Linked DNA regions of Bos taurus: region 2 is linked to region 1. A link is a contact called in public Hi-C data. All regions are on one chromosome and are shown on one strand. Each heading gives the region's core, a stretch centred on a gene start, on an enhancer-like site or on the middle of the called end of the contact. The rest is flanking DNA. Distances are from core to core; before and after follow the strand shown.

Region 1 (6,420 bases), core at 2,350-4,849:
TAGAGTTTCTATCTCTCTGCTTAATTATCCACCTGTTCTTGCCTGTTGTCTACCTTTTCCATCAGAACCCTTAACATATTATTCATAGCTATTTAAAATTCCCTGTTAATTTCAAGATCTGTGTCATATCTGAATCTCTTTTCTTTGTTTCTTTAACTGTATTAAAAATTTTTTTTAGGATGACTTACAGTTTTTGTTGAAAGCTAGACATGTATCAGTGAGGTGATAGAAACAAAGAAGCTTTTATGTGAAATGTTTATATTAATCTGGCTAGGTGAAGCTGGGCTTTGTTTAATGTATACTAAAGCTGTAGGTGCCAGAGGCTACAGTTTACTCTAATATCCTTAATTTTTCCCCTTCCATTGTTGTTTTTTGTCTTCTCTGATAACTCCTTTTTCTTGAGACGATTATTTATTTTTTTGGCCCTGCTGTGCAGCATGTGGGATCTTAGTTCCCTGACCAAGGATTGAACCTGTGCCCCCTGCATTGGAAGGGTGGGGTCTCAACCGCTGGACCATCAAGAAAGTCCCATCTGAAAATTCCATGTAAAAAACTGTGGCAACCCCCACCCCCACCCTGGCAAAATGTAAAATTCACCCCTTCAACAATTTTCAAGACTGTACTACAATACTGTCAACCCCATGCAGATTGCCATGCAACTGATTCCTAGAACTTTCCTATTCTAAAAAAAACTCTGCGTCAATGAACACCAACTCCCTACCTCCTATTCCCTTCAGCCACTGGCAACCACCATTTTCTTTCTATTTCTGAAGTCTATTTTAGAGACCTCATATAAGTTCAATCACACAGTACTTGTCTTTCTGAGATGAGCTTATTTCACTTAGCATAGTGCCATCGAGGTCTATCCCTATTGTATTAATAGCATAGGACAGGAATTCCTTCTTTTTAAGGAATGAATAGTTATGTTCCACTGTATGTACATACCACATTTTCTTTATCCATTCATCTGCTGATGGACCAGAGATTGAATCCATGTCCCCTGCATTGCAAGGTGAGTTCTTAACCTCTGGGCCACTAGGGAAGTCCCTCTCTTCATTTTTCACCACGCAGATTTGCCCTACCACCTCAGTATTTGGATGTATCTAAGAAAAGTTGCTAATTTTCAGTTTATTTTTTTCTGGTTTTGAGGATAGGGTGACAATTTTCCAGATGTTTGTGTTCTAGCTGAAACCAAAAGTCTTCACATTTTTTTAAATGAAAACAAACATATTCAAAAGTATAGAGAATAGAAAAGGAATCCCCATAAACCCATTGCTCAGATTCAAAACATACGAACATTTCGTCACATTTATTTTGTCTCTCCATCTATTCCTTTGCATTTTGCTTCTTTTAGTCTCTATGGAAATAGTTTACAGCAAATCCCAGACATCAATCAGTATGCAATCAGTTTGAAGCTCTGAAAAACAAAACAAACAGGTTTTTCGGGTTGTTGGTGATTTTGCTCACGTAACTTTGGTATTTTATTTATTTTTTTTTAATTTTTTTTTTAACTTTGGTATTTTAGCACGTAGTTTTCTTGTTTCATTTTGCTGACAAATTTGATGGCTGAAGCATTTTCTTTCAAAAATTAAGATGTGATTTTTAATATTAAATATTGAAATAGTCCTAAACCAAGTTTTCTACACAAAACAATATTTCTGAAAATGTTTACTCAGAAAACACTCTTCCTGTACCTGGCAACTGCTTGTGAGTTTAGGTCCACGTTGCCCCTAGCTCCTGGCTGAAGCAACCTTTGGATACCAACACCTGCCTTGTTTTCTGTCTGCTGCTTCTGCTTATCTCCTTCTATGACCTGAGGGACTTCCCAGGTGGAGCTAGTAGTAAAGAACCCACCTGCCAATGCAGGAGACATAAGAGATGCCGGTTTGATCCCTGGGTTGGGAAGATCCCCTGGAGGAGGGCATAGCCACCCAGCATTCTTGTCTGGAGAATCCCATGGACAGAGGAGCTTGTCAGACTACAGTCCATAGGGTTACACAGAATCAGACATGACTGAAGCGACTTAGCACACACACACATGACCTGAACACAACTCTGTTACTCACTTCCACCCCCTCCTGTTCCAACCTGGGTATTTCCTTCCCTCACTAATCACTCATTCATGGATTCAAGACTTATTTGCCAGCATACATATCTATGGACTTCCCAGGTGGCGCTAGTGATAAAGAACCCTCCCGCCAATGCAGGTAGACATGAGACACAGGTTTGATCCCTGCGTGGAGAAAATCCCCTGGAGGAGGGAATGGCAAGCCACTCCAGTATTTTGCCTGGAGATTCCCACGGACAGAGGAGCCTGGCAGGCTACAGTCCATAGAGTCACACAGAATAGGACATGACTGAGTGACTTAGGACAAATTCATAAACATGTACACCACAACTTAAGCCACCATAGATTTAAGGTAATTAAAAAAGATATTTACAATGAAACAAAAAAGAAGAAGGCAAAACATCAGCCAAGGAGACAATTGCAAGGATCATAAACACAAATATTCCATGCAAACTTATAATCCTTAATTTAAAAAAAATATTGAAACTCTGTGGCATCTTCACCTCTTACAAAGAGCTTGGGGAGTGGTCATTGACTCTAGATCTGTTTTTCTTAAAACGCCTTCAGACCTGCCTTCCCATCTGTCTCCTAGAGGCAGTCAGCAGTAAGGGTGATAAAAAGGACCCATGTGTCTGGGTTTGGGACTCTACCCACTTAGATCAGGCTTGTGTTGAGAGATGCCAATTCACGTGTGTGAGTGTGGGTGGAAAAGCAGCTTTGGAAAGGAGGAGACGCCCCACAGTAGACCCTGCCGAGGCGCCCCCCCCCCCCTCCGTGACTGCACTAACACTCTCTTGTCAGGGTTCTTTGAAAACCACCTCTAGGGAAGTTGCATCTCCATTTACTTCTAAGTGCCTCTCAAGCTTAAAGGTAAACAAGCTATGCAGTGTTGAATAAAAATGCGTTGCGAGCAGGGATCTGATAGGGAAGCTCCCTGGAAAATAGGAGACCTCCTGAGAACCCAAACTTAACTCCAAAGTTGAGTCAAAGCGCTCATAAAGGATCCTCCACCCCCAACCCTCCCACCATTGTGAACTGTTTGGGGAATATGGAGGAGGTCAGTTGTGATCATAGAAGAGGGAATGTGTTAAATTAGTTGTTTCTGGTCTTTAGGCTGTTTAGTTGCTTAGTTGTGTCCGACTCTTTGTGACTGGGGACTGTAGCCTGCCAGGCTCCTCTGTCCATAAGGATTTCCCAGGCAAGGATACTGGAGCAGGTTGCCATTTCCTTCTCCAGGGTTCCTGACCCAGGGATCGAATCCACATCTCCTGTATTATAGGCTGATTCTTTACCACTGAGCCACCTGGGGAAGCCCCCAGATACTACACTACTCTCTGGATTTTTTTTTTTTTTTTTCTGCTTTGCTGAAGACCTGAAACAGAATTGGAGCAAAATACAGAAACTTGTCCCAGTTCTCTATTGCTACTCCAGAAGTGGCCACAAGATGGCGCTTGTTCCCTCTTTAGAGTCTTCAGTGTTCCTTCCGCCCAGCGCCCTGTTGTACCCGGAACCTGCTTGTGGCTGCCTGCAGGCTGGTGGTTTGAGTTCTTTCGTGTCCTTCCAATCTTGCATGAAAGAAGTCTGCTCTCCTGCACTGGGAGCCCGGAGTCCTAACCACTGGACCGCTAGGGAAGTCCTTCAGAAGTTTTTTAAACACTGTGGTGGCCTAACGCTGCATATCTCCAAGCCACCTATATTTAAAATGTCTGGCCCAGAATAAAACCTGAACTCCCCAGTATGACCCTGGGGACCCTTCACAGTTATCCCCGCCCTCCTTTTCCATCCCCATCTCAAGCACTTAGGCTCTAGGCAGACCCAACATGCCCTCCACAGCCTTCGCCCTGGGCGCAAATCCGTTGTCCAGAAAGCCCCTGCTCGAGCGTTCCCGCTCCCCCGCAGGCTTGTGGGGTCCTCACAGGCTGAGACAGGACCGCTGCATAGCTTCACTCCAAGGGGCAACTTTCCACTGGACTTTGTCAGAACAGTGTCCCCCGGGGCAAGTTGTGCAACGTCGCCGCTGGGCACGGAGCAGGCTCTCGGTGTGACAAATTACCGGGCTCACTCAGTCTGTGGCCGCCTCCACGGCCGGCCGCCAGTCGGCGCTCATCCTTCCCTCGGGGGCTCTGCGGCGGCCGAAGACCAGGGAGGCAGGTCTGTGGCGCTTTTGAATCTCAAGCCGCCCTTTGCCCCTCATGGCCCTGGAGCCCTGAGCCCACTAGAGACCGGATTTAGGGTACATTCCCCTCCCTTCTGCCCCGTGGTTGGTTCTAAACACCCCCAGGCTCAATTCGTTTCCACGTGGACGGTGGTGCTGACTCAAGAACTTGTTATTGGAGTCATCAGACCCTCTCATGATGCTCGAATTGGCAGTACCAGCCGTGCACGTTCCACTTGCCTAGTCCAGCCCTGTATCCCCCTGGGGGTGGCCAGGCTTGAGGACTAAGTGGACTGGCATCTAGATAGGCCAGGCAGACACCCCAACCCTCCACCCCCAGAATGTGACCCAGGGGTTCTGGAAAGACCCTCTTAGCACTCTGAGCCTGCTGGCAGAGGGGGAGACACGGTCATGGGAGGGCTTCCAACAGCCAGGAACCTCCAGGCGAGCTGAGCATAAGCAATGGGACAGCCTTGTCTAAAGGGCCACTCATCTGCCTTGTGTCTATGTTCTGTGAAGTGAAAGTGTTAGTTGCTCAGTCCTCTCTGACTCTTTGGGGCCCCATGGACTGTAGCCTGCCAGGCGTCTCTGTCCACGGAATTCTCCAGGTGAGAAAACTGGAGTGGGTAGCCATTACCTTCTCCAGGGGATCTTCTCCACCCACGGATCAAACCCTCCTCATCCTGCAGGAGGATTCTTTACATCTGAGTCACCAGGGAAGCCTTTCTATGGCCTTTAAGACCTCTAGAATTTCTAAAAGAAGGGGCTAGGCAGCAATCTGTTTGGAAGAGGGTGGCCTATGGCATGGGAATAAGGGAGGCGCCTACAGACTTGCTTTGTAAGGATCCCCTTTTGCAGCTTAATAAAAAGAATATGATTTTCTAGCATTGTTTTTATTACATGTACATAAGGGTATTCTTGTTCAGATGCTCAGTCGTGTCCAACTCTTTGCGACCTCATGGACTATGGCCTACCAAGCTCCTCTGTCCATAGGATTCACCAGGCAAGAATAGTGGAGTGGGTTGCCACTTCCTTCTCCAGGGGATCTTCCTGATCCAGGGATGGAACTCATGTCTCCTGCACTGGCAGACAGATTCCTTACCACTAATGCCACCTGGGAAGCCCCAAGGATATTCTTACATGTGTTTGTATACTAGTTTGATAAAGATTGGTCTTCCCTGGTGACTCAAGTGGTAAAGTGTCTGCCTGCAATGCAGGAGACCTGGGTTCAATCCCTGGGTTGGGAAGATTCCTTGGAAAAGGAAATGGCAACCCATTCCAGTACTCTTGCCTGGAAAATTCCATGGATGGAGGAGCCTGGTGGGCTACAGTCCATGGGGTCGCAGAGTCGGATACGACCGAGCAACTTCACTTTCTTTCACTTCTTTCTTTGATCAAGATTATAGTGGGGTTGGGACTTCCCTAGTGGTCTAGTGGCTAAGACTCTGTGCTCCCAAGGCAGAGGGCCAGGGATGGATCCCTGATCAGGGGACTAGATCCCACACGCCACAACTGAAGATCCCATGTGCTGCAACAAAGAGACCCAGTGCAGCCAGCGACTAACACACACACACATAAAGATTATAGTGGGACAAACATCCCTTGGTACCAATCATGTTCTGGGTGACAGATGTATTGGTAAGCAACACTGATGAGAAGCAAACTGTGATGGATTTAGCATACATCAATGGCACCCCACTCCAATACTCTTGCCTGGAAAACCCCATGGATGGAGAAGCCTGGTAGGCTGCAGTCCATGGGGTCGCTAAGAGTCGGACACGACTGAGTGACTTCACTTTCACTTTTTCACTTGCATGCATTGGAGAAGGAAATGGCAACGCACTCCAGTGTTCTTGCCTGGGAAATCCCATGGACAGAGGAGTTTGGTGAGCTACAGTCCATGGAGTTGCAGAGAGTCAGACACGACTGAGCATGCATGCACACACAGGGAGGAAGTGGCAGGACCTTCCGTTTCTCTAAAAACCCTGACTAGAGAACTCTGACTAATTTCTCTCCCATCGTATTCAAATCTTACTCAGTTTCCACCAGTAGAGTTTTGGCGTGTTCTGTACATTTCTTGCTTGACTTTTTTCCTAAGCGCGTTTTGTTCTGCTTTGCTGCTGAACAAAAACCTCATATTAGTGGCTCTGCCTATTTTGCTATCTGATGTATTCTGTGGATCAGGAAAATTTTTTTA
Region 2 (7,014 bases), core at 739-3,238, 430 kb after region 1:
TAAAATAGCCTCTAGACTGATAGATAATATGCACATTTGAGGGTGGGTCACCTTCCATGGGGACACAGAGAGGCGGACACAACTGAAGCGACTTAGCACTCACGCGTGCACACCAAACTGAATACGACCTGATCTATGTGCATACCAAATGATGAGATCACCCAACCCTCTTTCCCCACTTAATTCCCAGAATAATGGCCTAGGGTGTCCAACCATCTCAATTTCTTGGGACTGCAGGTGTTTCCAGGATGGAGACTTGGAGTTTTAAAACCAATACAGTCCTGAGCAAACCAGAATGTCACCCTAGTCTCAAAACATTAGCAGTTAGACCCTTTCATTCAGGAGACTGGGAGAATCTTCTTTGGGGAATTTTACCAGCCCAAGGGGAAAAATCTGAACATACGGGGAGTGGAGGTTCTACATCTTAGTGGTCCAGTCAGATCAACCTTGTAGGAGGGTCATTGAACAAGCTCCAAATGGGCGCGTGGAGGTTCCAGTTGTGTTTTTAGATACTCTTTCAGAAATAAGCAGACAACTAAGAATTATTAGACAATTCGGGGAAAGTCTTACACAAAAGACAGAAACTAGAACATCCAAACAGGATAAGCAACAGGAGAGGTAAGTACCTGATTCAAGTTGGCATGTCAAAGTCTTTCTCTTGGATCTCAAAAGATGCACCTGGAGGGAGAATCTTCTCTTCCTCTCTAGCCATATGCTGTTAGGATGTGTCTGGAGCTCCTGGAGGCCCTATTCTCCTCTATAAAGGGAAGCCCACAGTTGGCCACACAGAGATGCACTAATGGGAAATGAACTCAGCCTAGCGTCCCCATGGCTCTTCATACCAAGATCATTATCTCTAAAGCTGTCTTTCTTTTTCCAAAGTTTGGTTGTATGACTCAATAAATTCCAAGACTTTTCCAAAAAGGCTTACGTTTGAACAGATTTTTTTGTCATTTGAAACCAACTGGTCCTGGATGCCTCATGAATGGCATTGCCCATTCTACACATCTGCCTTTTTAATCCATACTCTATATCCACAAAGTTTCCAAATCAGCTTTTGCCCCTGTTTAAAATAAAGATTGCCCAACTCATGAAGGTAAAAATACATGAGATTTCAGTGAACAATGGATGCTTTTAGCAAACCCAACACGCACTAACTTTTCATTATCTCTCACGATGATGTCCTCCCCAAAATAAAATCTAGATAAATGACCGAAATATAGAAATCTGGACCATAAAGCAGAAATGAAGAGAAGAAAGAAAACTGTGCATTAACTCTGCTAGTCTTCCTCATAGTAGTGAAGGGAAAATGTGGTATCCATAAGAATTGTGTTCAATAGCAAGTAGCAGAACACCCAATTAACAGTGACTTAATTGAACAGACTTGTTGGGAGTTATTAATGCCACATGTTCCTATGATTCTCAGCCTTTTCATTATGATAGCAATAGGGTTATTGCAGTCCCAGCCATCATGTGCACATACAAGAGAGAAATAAGGGGATAAAGTCAAAGGATGTATTTATCTCTACAGAGGAAGAGCAAAAGCTCTTCCAGAAGCCTCTACATCAGATTAGATTTCCCCTTGGGGATTCCCTAGTGGCTCAGATGGTAAAGAATCTGCCTGCAATACAGGAGACCTGAGTTCAGCCCCTGGGTTGGGAAGATCCCCTGGAGAAGAGAAAGGCAATCCACTCTAGTATTCTTTCCTGGAGATTTCCACGGACAGAGGAGCCTGGCCAGCTACAGTCCATGGGGTCACAAAAGAGTTGGATGTGACTAAGTGACTAACAATTTTGCTGTCTATGTGTCTTTGGCTGGAACAGGGTCCGAAGTTTACATCTAGCTGAAAACGAGACTGAGAAGGTAGGAAACAAGATTGTTGCAAATGACTCAGTACCGTCATGATTCGTTACCTAGGGCTAGACATATGTGCCCTCCTCCATGAGGTGGTATTGACACAGAAGGACAGGCAAAGTGATGCTGTGTGGGGAGGCATGCCTACCACAGGAACCAAAGTAAGTAGGTTACAGTGTTAAAAATACTGCTGAAACTGAAACTCTCACATATGGTGGGTGGGACTTTAGAAGGGTACAATCACTTTGAAAAGCAATTTGGCAGTTTTTTACCTGCCTAGATGAATTTCACAAATGTGATTAAAGATCTTGAGATGGGAGAAATTGTCCTGGATTATCCAGATGGGCCCAATGTAAACTTAAATCTTTACAGGAGGGAGGCAACAGGATCAAAGGAAAAAAGAAGTGAGAGGAAGGAAGCAGAGGTTGGAGAGATGCACTTTGAAGATGAGGGAAGGGACCTTATTTCAAGGAATGGGGATGACCTCTAGAAATTGGAAAGGAAAAGGATTCTCTTCTAGAGCCTCCAGGAGTGATGCAGCTGTGCCAACGCCTTGGTTTTAGATTTCTGATCACTTAAAGAGTCAACTGTATAATATACACACTACCATATACAAAATATGGGCTTCCCTGGCAGCTCACACAGCAAAGAATCTGCCTGCAATGCAGGAGACCCAGGCTCCACCCTGAGTGGGGAAGATTCCCCTGGAGAAGGGAATGGCTACCCACTCCAGTATTCTTTCCTGGAGAATTCCATGGACAGAGGAGTCTGGTGGGCTGCAGTCCATGGTGCTGCAATGTCAGATATAACTGAGCAACTAATACTATATCTATCTACACTATATCTATATACCTATACATAAAATAGATAATCAACAAGGACTTACTGTATAGCATAGAGAACTCTACTCGATATTCTATAATAACCTATACGGGAAAAGAATCTGAAAAAGAATGGAGATATATATATATATATATATATATATATATAACTGAATCACTTTGCTATATACCTGAAACTAACACAGCATTGTTAACCAACTATACTTCAATATAAAAATTATTTTTACAAAGAGTCAAGCTGTAAATGTAAAACATAGCTTCTGTCCTATAATTAATTGGCAAGGCAGACTAAGCTTTTAAAGAACTGTTTAAATAACTAGTCATAGTCACCTGAATTATTTTCTTAGGATACTTCTCCTTTCATATCTAAGAATAGAGTACCCAATTTATACTTGCAAATCTGAGTGTAAAGGTAGGCTGTAGTCTTAATTATTGCTGTTGTTCAGTAACTCAGTCAAGTCCGACTCTTTTTGACCCCATGGACTACAGCACACCAGTCTTCCCTGTCCTTCACTGTCTCCCAGAGTTTGTTCAAACTCATGTCCATTGAGTCTATGATGCCCCCAACCATCTCATCCTGTGTCATCCCCTTCTCCTCCTGCCCTCCATATTTCCCAGCATCAAGGTCTTTTTCAGTGAGTCAGCTCTTGCATCAGGTGGCCAAAGTATTGGAACTTCAGGTTCAACATCAGTCCTTCCAAAGAATATTCAGGGTTGATTTCCTTTAGGATTGACTGGTTGGATCTCCTTGCTGTCCAAGAGACTCTGAAGAGTCTTCCCCAGCATCACAGTTTGAAAGCAGTGTGTCAATTAATTTAGAAGACAAGAGACAGAACCCTTTGAAAAGACAGCTTCGACCCATACAAAAATCCCACAGGGTCATGATGTCCTAGAATGGGGTGTTTGTCCCCAGAGATATATTTTCCTTTCTTTGGAGCTTTCCTCATAGACAGGGACTTGAGACCAGGTCCAAAGAGTATTGTCAGCAACTCAGCAAGAGGCTGGCAGTACTGACTTAGTTCTCCTGTGATCTGGGAAAGTGGACCAGTCCTTGCACTCAGACTGCTTCTTCCACTGGGCCCAAATCATGTTTGCCAAAGTCTAGCTAGTGGTAAAGAACCCGCCTGCCAATGCAGGAGACATAAGAGATGCAGGTTCAATCCCTGGGTCAGGAAGATCCCCTGAAGAAGGAAATGGCAACCCACTCCAGTATTCTTGCCTGGAGAATCCCATGGACAGGCTTCTCTGTCCATCAGAAAGAGACAGACACGACTGAAGTGACTTAACACTCAGCACAGCAGGAATTTGCCAAGGGCAGGCCCTGAAGGCTCCTACTTCATAGTCAGCTTCTTTACCATTGCTGACAATCTGCAAGTGCTTGGACTTTAGCAATAAATCTTTCTTATGTTGGGGCTTCCCAGGTGGCGCTAGTGCTAAAAAATCTTCCTGCCAATGCAGGAGATGCAAGAGTCATGGGTTCGATCCTTGGGTCAGGAAGACCTCTTGGAGAAGGAAATGGCAACTGACTCCATATTCTTGCCTGGAAAATTCCATGGACAGAGAAGCCTGATGGGCAACAGTTCATGGACTTGCAAAAAGTCAGGCAAGATTGAACACATACATACACAAATAAGTGGGTGATGCCAAAAGCCAGACTTGGGGACTAGCTGTTCTCTGGCATCCCAGTTGAAGGCCTCTCAGTATCAGGAAGTTCCCTTTGCTCAACACCTTGGGCTGGTCCAGACACACAAGCAATCCTGAATCAACATTTGTTGAGTTAACACATGATCTATTGGTTCTAATCATTAAATTGCTTCTTAACCTCTGAGTGCAGGGAACACTGCAGATAGCCCTAAAGATCAGGTTTCCTTGGGCATCTTTGTTCCAGATTTTGTTCTTCTATTGCCTTCTCAGTGAAAGAAAGCTCCTCTTTTTTTGCCATGGAAAAGGCCAACAGCTATGCGAACCTGGGCAATAAAGTTAGCTCTTAACCAGTTAGCTATTAACCAGCAGGCAAGATAACTTAGCTCCTTATCAAACTCCAGGCACCTCCCTTTCCTAACTTTTTCCAGCCCCAAGTGGAAAAGCAGATTAAGGCCTTGGGCAATCACAGCGTGCATTTGCCGTCAGTTCCTCCCCAAGTTGTATTCGAGTGGTAACAGGTCAGAATCAATAGCTGGCAGCTCGAGGGCTTCCCTGGTGGCTCGGACAGACCCCATTCCAGTATTCTTGCCTGGAGAATCCCATGGACAGAGGAGCCTGGTGGGCTACAGTCCACGGGGTCACAAAGAATCGGACATGACTGAGCAACTAAGCACACACAGGCTGAGGTGGAGGAAGGCACCAATTGGCAGGCAGTCTGCAGGCTGAGGGGTGAGTGAAGCTGGAAAGGGGCAGCAGCCTCAGGAGCTGATGATGGGGTTGGGGGGTGGCTTAATAACTTTTTATACTTTCCCGGAACTTTGAATTTGTTTTGGACCCATTAAGTCTTATTCCCCACTGGGGGCTCCACAAGGCATTGAATCCTTATATTTTATAATTAAAGCAAAGATACAGAATTGTGGAAAATGTTAAGCTATGTTTGAGAAAGAGTAGTGTAAGGATGTATGTAGAAAAAGCTAATATCTCTAATGGGAAATGAGGCAGAAAAGAAGTTTGGGAATAAGTCCCAGAAGACTTCAGGGATAAGTATTAATGAGTGCATGTTAAGTTGTGTCCGACTCTTTGCGACCCTATGGACTGTAACCTACCAGGCTCCTCTGTTCACAGGATTCTCCAGGCAAAAAGCTGGAGTGGGTTGCCATGTCCTCTGCCAGAGGATCTTCCCCACCCAGGGATCAAATTAGCGTCTCTTATGTCTCTTGCATTGATAGGTGGGTTGTTTACCACTAGCACTACCTGGGGGGCCTAAGCATTAGTAGCCATTAAGATAAAATGAACTTCCAGGTGTACAAGCTGGTTTTAGAAAAGGCAGAGGAACCAGAGATCAAATTGCCAACATCTGCTGGATCATGGAAAAAGCAAGAGAGTTCCAGAAAAACATCTATTTCTGCTTTATTGACTATGCCAAAGCCTTTGACTGTGTGGATCACAATAAACTGTGGAAAATTCTGAAAGAGATGGACATACCAGACCACCTGACCTGCCTCTTGAGAAACCTGTATGCAGGTCAAGAAGCAACAGTTAGAACTGGACATGGAACAACAGACTGGTTCCAAATAGGAAAAGGAGTACATCAAGGCTGTATATTGTCACCCTGCTTATTTAACTTCTATGCAGAGTACATCATGAGAAACGCTGGGCTGGAGGAAGCACAAGCTGGAATCAAGATTACCGGGAGAAATATCAATAACCTCAGATATGCAGATGACACCACCCTTATGGCAGAAAATGAAGAGGAGAGTGAAAAAGTTGGCTTAAAACTCAACATTCAGAAAACTAAGATCATGGCATCTGGTCCCATAACTTCATGGGAAATAGATGGGGAAACAGTAGAAACAGTGGCTGACTTTATTTTTCTGGGCTCCAAGATCACTGCAGAGGTGATTGCAGCCATGAAATTAAAAGATGCTTACTCCTTGAAAGAAAAGTTAAGACCAACTAGACAGCATATTGGAGAAGGCAATGGCACCCCACTCCAGTACTCTTGCCTGGAAAATCCCATGGATGGAGGAGCCTGGAAGGCTGCAGTCCATGGGGTCGCTAAGGGTCGGGCACAACTGAGTGACTTCACTTTCACTTTTCACTTTCATGCATTGGAGAAGGAAATGGCAACCCACTCCAGTGTTCTTGCCTGGAGAATCCCAGGGACTGGGGAGCCTGGTGGGCTGCCATCTATGGGGTCTCACAGAGTCGGACACGACTGAAGTGACTTAGCAGTAGCAGCAGACAGCATATTAAAAATCAGAGACATTACTTTGTCAACAAAGGTCCATCTAGTCAAGGCTATGGTTTTTCCTGTGGTCATGTATGGATGTGATAATTGTATAAAGAAAGCTGAGTGCTGAAGAATTGATGCTTTTGAACTGTGGTGTTGGAGAAGACTCTTGAGAATCACTTGGACTGCAAGGAGATCCAACCAGTCTATCCTAAAGGAGATCAGCCCTGGGTGTTCATTGAAAGGACTGATGCTGAAGCTGAAACTCCAATACTTTGGCCACCTGATGCGAAGAGCTGACTCATTTGAAAAGACCCTGATGCTGGGAAAGATTGAGGGCAGGAGGAGAAGGGGATGACAGAGGATGAGATGGTTGGATGCATCACCGACTCAATGCACATGGGTTTGAGTAGACTCCAGTAGTTGGTGATGGACAGGGAG

What was found. A called contact is a pair of places that touch in the nucleus more often than the background predicts.
Region 2: a Hi-C map of liver shows a contact between it and region 1, with 6 times the contacts expected there. The contact joins two enhancer-like sites. A contact is called at or near these places in 2 of 11 Hi-C or Micro-C datasets (liver and skeletal muscle).

What each region holds. Positions count from the first base shown.
Region 1 is chr11:50,068,887-50,075,306 of ARS-UCD2.0, forward strand. No RefSeq gene overlaps it. Among named protein-coding and RNA genes, the nearest start is that of TRNAG-CCC, 17 kb to the right of the region's middle. Within about 2 kb of position 3,600, at least 63 of the 102 cell types and tissues checked have an H3K27ac peak or open chromatin away from gene starts, as enhancers often do. A contact at or near this core is called in liver, where this site is marked.
Region 2 is chr11:50,496,138-50,503,151 of ARS-UCD2.0, forward strand. No RefSeq gene overlaps it. Among named protein-coding and RNA genes, the nearest start is that of DNAH6, 13 kb to the left of the region's middle. Within about 2 kb of position 1,989, at least 10 of the 102 cell types and tissues checked have an H3K27ac peak or open chromatin away from gene starts, as enhancers often do. A contact at or near this core is called in liver, where this site is marked.